3 separate regions of the Mus musculus genome follow, and all the other regions are linked to region 1. A link is a contact called in public promoter capture Hi-C data. All regions are on one chromosome and are shown on one strand. The core of a region is the stretch at or near the end of the contact, and the rest is flanking DNA. Distances in the headings are between cores, read along the strand shown. Region 1 holds the start of Nacc1 (nucleus accumbens associated 1, BEN and BTB (POZ) domain containing). Region 2 holds the start of Prdx2 (peroxiredoxin 2). Region 3 holds the start of Dhps (deoxyhypusine synthase).

Region 1 (4,171 bases), core at 1,306-3,805:
TGCATCAACAGCTAAAGCAAAGTTGCAGCAGCAGCAGCCAGTGGTGAGAATAAAGGTAATTCTAAAGATGCTGAGGTGATATCAGCCCAACTAACAGAGACAACTGAGAGGCAAGAGGGGGGTTTTCCTGGAGAGCTGCAGCAGCAGAGAAAACAATCTGAAAGCACCAAGTTCTGTAACACAGGCTGCTGGACCAGTCCTCAGCTCCCCTCCCCCATCAAGAGACCAGGCTGGAGGGCATGGCCCAGAAGATGGTGGAGTTCTGGAAACTCCAAGGATAAGAGGGAAAATGGAGACTCAAGAAAATCATCAATAAACCCAGTACTGCCTGATACCAGCAACCCAGAAGTTTGTAGCTGACTCTGGTGCTGAGGATGTCCAGTCAAAGTCACCAAGACAGTGTGTGGTCCTCATTCCTATACAATCCCCGCACTGGGCTGATGGGCAAGAGGGCTATAGTTTAAGACTAGTTAGGCTATAATAAGTTCAAGGTCAGCCTGAGCTAGAGTAACATCAACCAAAAAAACAACACTAAAACAAAAACTTTACCCTTCCAAAACAAGGAACACACTGTTAACCTTGCAATTAGTCTAGAGTTGGAGCAGTGTGCTAAGAAACCAAAGTAAGGCGCACAAAGTCCAGGCAAAGCAAAATCTCACTCCCAAACCACTACCACCCTCTTCTACAACCACTTCCTGCAGCAGAACCAGCACTTTCATGAGCCCCGTGCCCCTGACTCCCAGATGCGGGATGGGAGAGAAGGTATGAGCAGGATGAAGAAGCCCACACACAGTTCCTTGGAACTACTGCAAGGGGATTGACTGAGCCGGTCTAGAGAGCCCAGGAAAGGCCAGGTCCAAGAAGACTCCAACAGGGAATTGGAACAGCAGGAATTTCTCTGCTGATACCCAAGGAGGGCGAACTTGACTTAATAGGCATAGGCCACAGTCTAGTCATATGACCAGGGACAAGCCCCGCCCCGAACCCCAGCTTCTTTCTCTGAAAAGAGAAAGCCAAAGACCCAGCGGTGGCGAGTAATCAATGAACTAGCTGGTTCCACGCTTAGCATACAACCTGCCCTAGAAGGGGCACCAAGGAGGGAGGGAAGGCCCTGGGACCAGGAGCCCTCCTTCTCCCTCCCCCAGGCACAAGTCAGGATGTGTAGGTACCTGTTTTGTCTCAAAGACACAACAGAGCTTCAGGCAGTCACCATCCCAGGAGGCGACAGAATATTTTATCTCCCAGGAGGAGACAGAATTCAGGCCCAGGCAGCAGGTTGGGCCTGGAAAGCTAGGGCGTATTGCAACGCTGTGAGGGCTCATCTTCTAGACTGGAGCCCCCAGGTTCCGGCGCCAGAAGGCTGAGAACGATTTCAGGACTCTAGAATAATCAGGTAATGTCTGCTGGGCTGCCTCCATAGTGGGTGGGGTAGGGCGGTGGGTTGAGTAGGGGCCATACACACCGAAAACAAGATGTTTGAACTAGGTATCCGGTGCAGCCCACGCTAACTCCCATCCAGCCGCTGGCCTGTCCTTGTTAGCAGTTGGCCAAGGTGTCAGAGAAGAGGCGTGGGAAAGAGGAACCCCCCCCCCCCGGTTCTGACCCTAAGCAAACATACGGAGATGTGTGTGTGTGGGGGGGGCAGATCCCTTAGCTCACACCAGGTTTTCCTAACCTGCTCCCCACATCCTAAACCATAGGCCCTGGGCCGCCTGCAAACTCCCAACACGCCCAGCCTTACCTGATGCCCTCCCGTCGGAGTTTACCCGCACATCTCTAGTCTCTGACCTCGTGCGACCCCCTGCAAATATCTTAGGGCTCTCTCCAATCCGCCCCCACTCGAGCAAGCTCCGCCCACCCCCCCCCAAGTCTAACTTCCCGGGCTTTTCCTCACCTCCCCCCAAGGCCTGTAACCTGACCCGCCCACCCCCTTCCCCAGCGCCCTCTACCTGCAAGCTCCGGCCCTCCCGCACCCCTCCAGGCCTTTTCCCTCGGGCGGCGCAGCCCTCCGCCCTCCCACCCCCCGCCAGCCCGAGGCCTCCCCTCCCCCCTCCAGCCTCGCCTGCCGGCTCCACGCGATTACCCCCTCCGGCCCTGAGACTTCAAGGATCCCGCGACCCGCGCCTCCCCCGAGCGGCCTTCAAGCCCTGCGGGCCGGGCCCGCGGGCTGGACGCTGTAGGCCGCCAGCTGAGATTCGGCCATCTCACTCTTGCCCTCCCGCCGCTGTCAGCGCCGCGGGCTCGGCTTCTGGTTCGCAGCAGGGCGCCCGGAGGCCTCGCCTCTCGGCCCTCCGCCGGAACCTCTGATGTCCTCGGGCCGCCCCGGGCGGGAGGAGGCCGGAATTGGGCCTGGGGCGGGCCATCTCACCTGCGCTGTGGCCGCGCTCCGGGGCCTCCCGGCGGGCTCCGCAGCGGCAGCTGGGGCCGGGCCTGGGCCCGGGGCGCGCCTCCCTGCGCCTCGGCCTCGGCCTCCGCCTCTGCGGCCTCCGCGGCCTCCGCCTCAGCAGCAGTGGTAGCCGCGGCGGCCATTCATTGTGGGCCAGGCCGCCCCAGCCGAGCGCCGAGGAAGCGCACGGCGCTGCCGGCAGGGAGGAAAACTGCCTCGGCCCCGCCCCTTAGGCAAGCTTAGCCGCGCTTCGAGCGCTTCGGTTCTCACCAGCTCCTCTTTCCTCCCGGGTCTCGGTTCTGTAGACGGGCTAAGTTGAGTGACTGCGGGACAGGTTGCTCTGTATCTTGGAGCTTCAGTTTCTTGTAAAATGAGAACAACTGTTGTTCCAGGAACAGTTTAGGCTCTTTGTGGAAATGAGGTTTCATGGAGCTGAGCTGAGTAAACTATCAAGATCACAGGAAAGTGAATACGAAGATTTAAACTTAGGTTCAAGAGGTTAATAAAGTGAAAACTCAGGATGCTTATGCGATGTGAAGTTCTGTTAGCATTTTGCACTAACTCAGATAATTATACGTCTTATAACTAATGTTAGAGAGGCCTGACTACTTTTTGGATGGGTAGCAGAGTCAAGAACAGAAGAGTGCGGACTGGATTAAGAGTGTCTACTGGCCGGGCAATGGTGGCACACACCTTTAATCCCAGCACTTGGAAGGCAGAGGCAGGATTTCTGAGTTCGAGGCCAGCCTGGTCTACAGAGTGAGTTCCAGGACAGCCAGGGCTACACAGAGAAACCCTGTCTCAAAAAAATTAAGAGTGTGTACTGCTCTTGTTGAATAGAGTTCAGTTCCCAGCAGTCATGTCAGATGGCTACAGTTCTAGAAACTATCACCTTTTTGCTCTTTGAGGACTTACACACAACTGCACACATACACAAAAATAACAAAAAAATAAAATTTTGAAACAAAATAAGTACCGTTGGGCCTGGTAGAAATGCCTGAAATCTCACCATATGAGAGACTGAGGCAGGAAACTCTAATCTGCCCTGGGCTATATAACTCCAGGACAACCTGGATTAAGAGTGCCCTCTACCCCCAATTAACAGATAACATATAGCAAGGCAAGCTAAGATAACTCTCACATCCCGGATCTCCATATTTTCCTGATGCATACATTAGGCCAACACTCAGTCTGAGTGGCTCCTTTGCACACTTCCCAGGCATTCGGTTATTTAATCTTTGCCCTTGACAGCTAAGATTCCTATTTAACAGGTAAGGGAAATAGGAGCCTTACATTTTAATTAACTTGCCCAGAGTACGTGGTGGGACTGAGATTCAAAGACAGTGAATACTATTCTAGAGCCTGAGTTAACCTACAAGGTGCACACAGAAGACATCTAAAGGTGCAGAGTGCCTCCGCTTTTTGCCCTGAATTAAACTAGTGAAACTCCCTTGTAGAAGAGTTGTATTATTAAGAATCACTGGTGTAGTGTAGCCTGCGCACTTCCTTCCCTAGAAGAGTCTTGACCCTGGTCGCCCACTGTAGGTAATGTCTCTAATTGGTCAGTTATTGTCATGTGATTGGCCCGCCCTCTTTGCCAACATGGCGGCTCCCAGGCCCTAATGCGAGAAGCATGCACCGTGACTCGTTGGATCCTGTGAGCGGAAGGGAGACGCTTGTCCGGGTGGGTGGGTGGGTGGGTGGGTGTGTGGGTGTGGTGGGAAACCTGAGCCGAAGAGAGAAGTTTGTCCGGGTGTGTGTGTTGGGAAATCTGAGCCGCGGGCC
Region 2 (3,795 bases), core at 377-2,876, 280 kb after region 1:
CTGTGCAGTGACTTAGGAAGAGCAAACCACCCTTTCAGAAAGACAGCAGTAAGCTGCCTACAGTTGCAAACTGACACCTCTAATCTCCGCCAGCCAGCTCAGTTGGGAGTATTCACTCCCTGTCCTTCATACCCGACATCCATCCAAAGTTGACTCTTGTCTTCAGGGACTTAATCATGGGCCTACCCAGCAGGCCCAGTGCCACCTGACTAACAAGGCTGACAGATGTTAAGTTAAATGATATAATTGACATAATAAATGCACTTAAACCCCCTGGTGCTGAGCTAACTTGTAGCAACAAAGTAATTTTTATGCTCAGGAGAAGCGATATATATATATTTTTTAAGGTAGTGCTAAAGAGCCACTGACCTACAGTTTTACAAGACCCTTTCCTTTCCTTTCCTTTCCTTTCCTTTCCTTTCCTTTCCTTTCCTTTCCTTTCCTTTCTTTCCTTCCTTCCTTAAAAACAAAACAAAACAACAGAGCCTCATGTACCCCAAGCTGGCCTCCAAGTCCTTGGGTAGCCAAAGATGTCTTTGAATTTCAGGTCCCTACTCCTCCCAAATGCTAGGATTGTAGGTGTGTACGGGTACAGTGGATTATGCAGCGCTGGGGAAGGATCAAAACTTCGGACATGCTGGGCCAGTGCTCCACCAACTGAGTACCAAATGCAATCCCAACCCTTCATCAGAATTCTTCACTGATACTTCCTCATGTAGATGAACTCACAAAGGCTGGTGCCCCACACCCTTCCTCAGCAGATCTTTGCCAAATGGCATCCCCTTTCCCTATTCTTCCCTTAGGCCTTTTGCTGTTCCCTTTTCACTGTCTCACAGTCCCTGTGACTTTAACTGTGCTAGTCATTCCAGCTGTGTTGGTTCTTACCACCTCAAGCTGACTGGCCAGTTTCTTTCTCTGCCTCCACCCTTCTAGCACTATGTTAATAGGTTGTTTATTAGACAGGCAGTGTTTAATATAATTATCAGATGACCAAGGAAGCTGCGGGGCAAGAAGTTGAGAACAAAAGGTAGTACGGTTGGGGCATGGCTGTAAATTTTCAATAAAGTGAAACGGAACAAAATAAAACAAAACAATAACTCACAGACGAGAAATCACACTCAGAGAAAAAGTGCCCAGTTCCTTGAGACCCAGCCTGCACTGAGCTGGGCAGGGATCTGAAGTCAGCCAGAGAGGGTCTGTTTGTAGGGCCTTGGCCAAGTGAGGCCTTCGGGGGTTGGGGTGGGGAGGACACCTTTTCATAGCGTAACTCCCGTCCACCTGCTAGTTTACCCTTTTGTCGCTGCAGCGTCAGCAGCTCCCAGGTATCACCTTCACCGTGCGGGCCAAAGTATTGGTAGTCTGGGTCGATCTGAGTAGGGGACACCAGACCTAGGAGCACTAGGGGAGTCAGCAACGGAGCCAAGTGGCTCCGGGCCATGCCCGGATTCCAACCGACCCCAACGCGCCCCGTGGCCGAGGCTCGCGAGGAGCCCACAGCACAGACAATCTTGGCGTCCGAAAGGGCACACCCCACCCAACCCTTGTGAAAGCGTGTGGACCGGGCCACGCGGCGCCTTCCCCTCACCCCCCCGGCAGCCGCAATGGATCCGACCGCGGCGCTGTCCCGCCCACCTCCCCGCGCACTGCCTGGTGTGGTTTGGGCCACGCATAAAAGGTTCTCCGGCCTAGGGCTCTCTCGGTTTTGAGATCTCTTTCCTGTCTCTACCCGTGTCTGGACGTCCGTGTGTCCGGCTCTTGCTCACGCAGGTATGAAAACCCAGAATGCACACGAATGGGAGGAGCCCCACTAGTGTGGTGCAGGCCTCATCACGACCTCTATGCTTGGAGGTCTTTGTTTTCCATGTTCAATGGTGGCCGCTTTGTCCTTGCCCGGGAAACCAAGGCCCGAGCCCTGGCTTGCAGGCTGGATCACCGAGCTCGGCAGTCCATCGCTCTTAGCTTAGCCGTCCTATTCTGGAACTAGGAGCTCACTTCCCCCTCCACCCGCACTCGGTCTGACTCCATAATTTGGGTAGCAGCGGTGACCCATCATTCGTTCCCTGTTTAGGGGGGCGGGTATTCAGAGGCCTTGCAGACTTTATACTGGGAGGGTGAATATGAGCGCTCCTTCCACCTCTCTCGGTTTTACTATCTAGACTTAGCACCAAAAGTGACCTTGGAAAGGCAAGACAAAGGATCTTCTAAGGCTCTAAAGACCAAGCTTGTGTGGGTCTCTGATTTCAGTCATGGCCTCCGGCAACGCGCAAATCGGAAAGTCGGCTCCTGACTTCACGGCCACAGCGGTGGTGGATGGTGCCTTCAAGGAAATCAAGCTTTCGGACTACAGAGGTGAGGCTGAGCGGAGTGGGAGCAGGTGGGGTCAGGGTCTACATGTGAAAGAAGTTAGCACTGACTTCCCTTCCGTTCTCCTCTTCCCTAGGGAAGTACGTGGTCCTCTTTTTCTACCCACTGGACTTCACTTTTGTTTGCCCCACGGAGATCATCGCTTTTAGCGACCATGCTGAGGACTTCCGAAAGCTAGGCTGCGAGGTGCTGGGAGTGTCTGTGGACTCTCAGTTCACCCACCTGGCGTGGTAAGGGGCTGCAGGAGGAGGGTTGCAGGGGTCTTGAGGTAGGTGGTGAAGTGGGAGGTGCAGAGAGGATGAAGGACCGCCCAAATTATAGGGACAAACTGTGTCTTCCCGTTTTTCATCTTATAAAGAATGGAAACAATGACACCCAAGCCCACACGAAGATGATAGTAATTAGCATTTGGCACCTTGTTGGAAGGTACCTGCCAAAGGAGTCTCAGTTCTCTGGAGACAGGCTGCCTTGCTGTATTTTGCTATTCTCAATAATGATGGGTTGTGCTCCATACCAGAGCTAGATGGTGATGGGAAGAATCCCCCTGTGTGCGCGCACACACAAGTCTTTCAGAACTAGAAGTCAATAATTCCAGGGCTCATTCTTGCAAGGCAAGTGCCCTGCCTCTGAGCTCCATGTCTGCTGTTGGCTAATCACTTTCATACGGGGTCTCTACTGCAAGTTGCTGGAGCCCACGGGCACAAGTGAAGCCATTTGAAGAGGATGCTTTATCTGGAGCCATTCTCCTCCCAGCTGCACTGCCATCCCACTGGGTGGGGTGGGTGGAGCACCCCGGCCTTGCTTTAAGTCCTTTATCTCCTGTCTCCAGCACTCCCACTCCAGCCCTTATCACTCTGGAGGCCCATGGGGGAGACTTCTACTATCCTGGGCATCCTAAGGCACCAACCATGTCTCTCTCACCTTCAGGATCAATACCCCACGGAAGGAGGGAGGCTTGGGCCCCCTGAATATCCCTCTGCTTGCTGACGTGACTAAAAGCTTGTCCCAGAATTACGGCGTGTTGAAAAATGATGAGGGCATTGCTTACAGGTACAGCAGGGACCTCAGCCCAGCTCCAGGAGCCCCCTCCTCAAAGCTAAAGGGACCACTGTGTCTGGTGGGGGTGTGTGTGGGAGTGTCCCCTTCCTGTTCTGGCAGCAGGTGGTCTCCCAGATCCTCACTGTGGGCCCTCATGTCTTCAGGGGTCTCTTTATCATCGATGCCAAGGGTGTCCTTCGCCAGATCACAGTCAATGACCTACCTGTGGGACGCTCTGTAGACGAGGCTCTCCGCCTAGTCCAGGCCTTTCAGTATACAGACGAGCATGGGGAAGGTGAGTATTCACAAATGGAAAGGCTGCCTCAGCTCTGCCCAGCATGAATGAATTGTCTGCTCCAGCATCTTTGTGGGATAAACATTAAAGTCCCATGC
Region 3 (3,847 bases), core at 697-3,196, 380 kb after region 1:
CTACCACGGTGGCCTTGGGATTGAACTCAGGTATCCAGGCCTCCTGACAAAAGGCTTTACCCAATAAGTCATGTCTTACCAGCCTAGAGACCAAGTTCTTGCTATGTCCCTACCTGCTCTTCCCTCTGCTTGCTGATCATGGTGACTCTGAGCATAACAGCCATTACTATATGTATATGTATTTTAAAAAAAGATTTATTATTTATATGAGTACACTGTAGCTGTCTTCAGATACAGCAGTAGAGGGCGTCAGATGTCATTACAGATGGTTGTAAGCTACCATGTGGTTGCTGGGATTTGAACTCAGGACCTTCCTAAGAATATTCAGTGCTGTGCCGGGCGTGGTGGTGCACACCTTTAATCCCAGCACTTGGGAGGCAGAGGCAGGCGGATCTCTGAGCTCGAGGCCAGCCTGGTCTACAGAGTGAGTTCCAGGACAGCCAGGGCTATACAGAGAAATCCTGTCTCAAAAAACCAAAAAAAGAATAGTCAGTGCTCTTAACAGCTGAGCCATCTCTCTAGCCCCCCCGCCATCACTATCTTAGTCAGAGTAGCCATAGCTACCTTCATTCAACTTTTTCCCTAGAGGAGGAGGAGGAGGTGATAAGTATCATGGATTCAAGTCACTTTGCCCTCCCGGATGTATGCAGACCTCCCTCCAGGTAGTGGTACTGGGCACTGATGGCAGATATTGGTTAAATGAAGGGGATCGTTGGAAAAATAGTGTCTCTGAAGTCTTTATGTAATAGGAATTTTCTGGGTCTTCTGGTCTTGGCAGTTTTCACCAATCACCTTTTCCTTCAGCTCAGGTTACCAACTCCTCCTCCTCCTCTTCAGAGAGAGAGAGAGAGAGATTGATTGATTGATTGTAGGCCAGAGGACAACCTCATATGTCACTCTCAGAAGACATTCACCTGGTCCTCAAGCCTGTGTTATGACCTTGTGCATGCATGGCCTGCTGTGGCGGTCAGAAGAGAATGTATGGGAATCCAGACTCTTCTTCTATCGTAAGCCTTTGGCTACTGAGTCATTCTGCAGGCCCCATCCCAAGGATCTGCCTGTCTCTGCTTCCCCAGAGCTGGAATTACTGGTATTGTCAACCCCCAAGCCCCTTGAGTTCTGGTAATTGAACGCACATATACAATCCACACTCTTGCTTTTTCAAAAAGCAAGGACCATACTAACATCTATTTCCCTAGCCACACAGGTCCCTTTTGTTAAGACAGGGTCCTGCTCTCTATCGTTCAGCCTGGCCTGGAACTCGAGATTCTTCTGCCTCGACCTCTGGATTGCAGTGTGTCCCAAGCCTGGTTTAATCACTAAACCATTTTCTGTTTCATCATACTATGGTCACCGGGAGGTCAGAGGTCTTGTCCATTGCTAAATCTCAGCTTCCAGCAGAGAGCACTATTTCTAGTCTAGACTACACAAACCAGAAGAAGGGGTGCCCCTGTCCTAGGCTCAGTGTATCATTAAGAGGATGCATGATAGATTCTCAGCAAGCTTCTCGTGGTAAATAGATGGCAGTCATCCCTGCCTCCCCAGAGGCCCATGATCCAGTTAAAATTGAGCTATGGCTGGAGGGGGAAAAGAGGAGGCAACAAAGTTTGTGGAGACTGGAAGAAGCATCAAAAGAAAACACTATTCCATTTGACAAAAGGCTGCAACTCTTTTTTTTTTTTTTTTTTGCCTGATGCCCTAAGTCGTGTTCAAGGACACCGTCCAAGAAACAATCACTTCGCTCATGGGGGACAAGAATATTTGGACAGAGAGACAGCTTGCAAACTAGGCACTTCCCTATGCTTGAAGCTCAGTAACAGCTCCTGGACCACATGTACGGAACACAGGGATAAAATGGCGGCTACCAGGACGGCGGGCGCTGCCCAAGGTCACGAGACCAAGTGACTTCCGGTTTCGTCGCCCCACGCCCCCAAGGCTCTCGAGTCGCACTTCCTGGGCTCCGGCCGACCTCGCTGAGGGATTTTGCGGGTCTCAGGGCGCCGAGGCTGCTGAGACCTGAGAGCGGCCGCGAGCACATGGAAGGGACCCCGCCAGGGGCGGCGCCCTCCTCGGCGCTGGCCGCCGTGCTCAAGCACAGCTCAGCGTTGCCGCCCGAGAGCGCCCAGGTCCAAGGCTACGACTTCAACCGCGGCGTAGATTACCATGCGCTTCTGGACGCCTACCGCACCACCGGCTTCCAGGCTACCAACTTCGGGCGCGCGGTGCAGCAAGTCAACGCCATGGTGAGGCGCGGGGCCACCCGGGCGGGATGCCGGGCCGCTGCGCGCGGATTTCCGCGTGAGCGTCCGGGAGAGGGCGGAGTCCGGGTAAACTAGAGTTCTGCGATGGGTGGAGCTTGGAGTTAAAAATCCAAAAGGGCTTTGTAGGAGGAGCTTAACGCTAGGGGAGCCCGGGGTTCGATTTTCCCGGTGGAAGGAGACTTGAAGATACTGGGTGGTTCTCAAACCATCAAGTGACAGACCTGGACCTGGAATGGGAGGGTTAGGGTCTGCCCAGGGGTTGTGCTTTGGTTTTGTAGTAGTCTCCCTGAGTGCAATCAACCTCTGGAATCCAGGCCAGGTAGGGTACCTCAACTGAGGTTTGGAGTCTTAGTGCAACTTTCCTGTGCCCTTATGACCAGATTGAGAAAAAACTGGAGCCACTGGCTGTAGATGAAGATCATCACGCAGACCTGACTCAGAGCCGCCGCCCACTTACAGGCTGCACCATTTTCTTGGGCTATACTTCCAACCTCATCAGTTCAGGCATCCGGGAGACCATTCGATACCTCGTGCAGCACAACATGGTGGGTCCACGTTAGCTCTGGAACCCCAGCCTCCTTGGGCCAGTAGGAAAAAAAAAAAAAGGGTTATTTTTCAGTTAAGAGAAATGAAGAGGCTCAGAGATTATTTGCGGTCCTGTGAAAGATTTGGGTTTGCTTTTTAACAACCACATGGTGACTCAGAACCGTCTGTAATGGGATCTTTTGATGCCATTACAGATCTGGTGTGTCTGAAGAGAGGGACAGTGTATTCACATATATTAAATACATCTTTTAGTCTTTTTTGTTTTTGTTTTGTTTGAGACAGGGTTTCTCTGTATAGCCCTGGCTGTCCATCCTGGAACTCACTCTGTAGACCAGGCTGGCCTTGAACTCAGAAATTCTGCCTGCCTCTACCTCCCAAGTGCTGGGATTAAAGGCATGCACCACCACCGCCCAAAATAGATTAAAAAAAAAAAAGGGTGTGAGGAGATGGAGTATTGTTCTTTGACATCCCGGCAGTCCTCATGCCTCAGCCTCCTTTCCGAGTGCTGGGATCGCAAGACCGTGCCACTTTTTCTGGCTGTGGGTCTGCTTCAGGCAGAGGGAGGCCTGGCCTGGAGTTGGTTTTGTTGTAGCGCTCATGCTTAGGTCTGGATGAGCTCACCCAGGTTAGGTTGCTGCTTAGAAGGGGGGGTCAGTGTTGCCTGCGACCGACCACAGGTGGATGTATTGGTGACCACTGCTGGAGGTGTGGAAGAAGATCTCATCAAATGCCTGGCGCCCACATACCTTGGCGAGTTCAGCCTCAGGGGGAAGGAGCTCCGGGAGAGTGGGATCAACAGGTGAGGGAGGCTTTGAGTAGTGGTCGGGGCGGGGAAGCTGGGCAGAGGATCCCCGTGACCCATGCCCGCATGGCTCCCATTTCCAGGATTGGAAACCTGCTGGTGCCGAATGACAATTACTGCAAGTTTGAGGACTGGCTCATGCCCATTCTGGACCAGATGGTGCTGGAGCAGAACACAGAGGTGGGGCTGGAAGGGCTCGGGGACCTGCATAGTAAGAGTCAGAAGACATATGAGCTAA

Evidence for each region. Capture Hi-C pulls out chosen DNA fragments and counts their contacts.
Region 2: a promoter capture Hi-C map of pancreatic islet shows a contact between it and region 1. The contact joins the promoter of Prdx2 here to the promoter of Nacc1 in region 1. A contact is called at or near these places in 13 of 39 promoter capture datasets (the C10 cell line, the HPC-7 cell line, cranial neural crest and 9 more), 5 of 484 Hi-C or Micro-C datasets (B cells, cerebellum and embryonic stem cells), 9 of 115 datasets of contacts at active chromatin or transcription factors (the SCID.adh cell line, T-cell acute lymphoblastic leukemia, bone marrow-derived macrophages and 4 more) and 4 of 9 other capture datasets (adipose tissue, embryonic stem cells, liver and 1 more).
Region 3: a promoter capture Hi-C map of adipose tissue shows a contact between it and region 1. The contact joins the promoter of Dhps here to the promoter of Nacc1 in region 1. A contact is called at or near these places in 7 of 39 promoter capture datasets (the C10 cell line, erythroid cells, fetal liver and 2 more), 2 of 484 Hi-C or Micro-C datasets (CD4 T cells and regulatory T cells), 3 of 115 datasets of contacts at active chromatin or transcription factors (the 230-238 cell line, bone marrow-derived macrophages and pancreatic cancer cells) and 3 of 9 other capture datasets (adipose tissue, liver and pancreatic islet).

Annotation. Positions count from the first base shown.
Region 1 is chr8:84,685,307-84,689,477 of GRCm38.p6, forward strand. It overlaps Nacc1 (nucleus accumbens associated 1, BEN and BTB (POZ) domain containing), which reads right to left and starts at 2,556. Exons shown (of 6, transcript NM_025788.3): 1 at 2,369-2,556. It overlaps Trmt1 (tRNA methyltransferase 1), which reads left to right and starts at 3,941. Exons shown (of 17, transcript NM_001164559.1): 1 at 3,941-4,043.
Region 2 is chr8:84,967,996-84,971,790 of GRCm38.p6, forward strand. Prdx2 (peroxiredoxin 2) reads left to right here and starts at 1,627. Exons shown (of 6, transcript NM_011563.6): 1 at 1,627-1,767; 2 at 2,245-2,349; 3 at 2,441-2,594; 4 at 3,292-3,414; 5 at 3,567-3,697. The coding sequence starts at 2,247. It also overlaps a transcript of Rnaseh2a not described here.
Region 3 is chr8:85,069,811-85,073,657 of GRCm38.p6, forward strand. It overlaps Dhps (deoxyhypusine synthase), which reads left to right and starts at 1,947. Exons shown (of 9, transcript NM_001039514.1): 1 at 1,947-2,243; 2 at 2,642-2,806; 3 at 3,485-3,606; 4 at 3,693-3,789. The coding sequence starts at 2,037.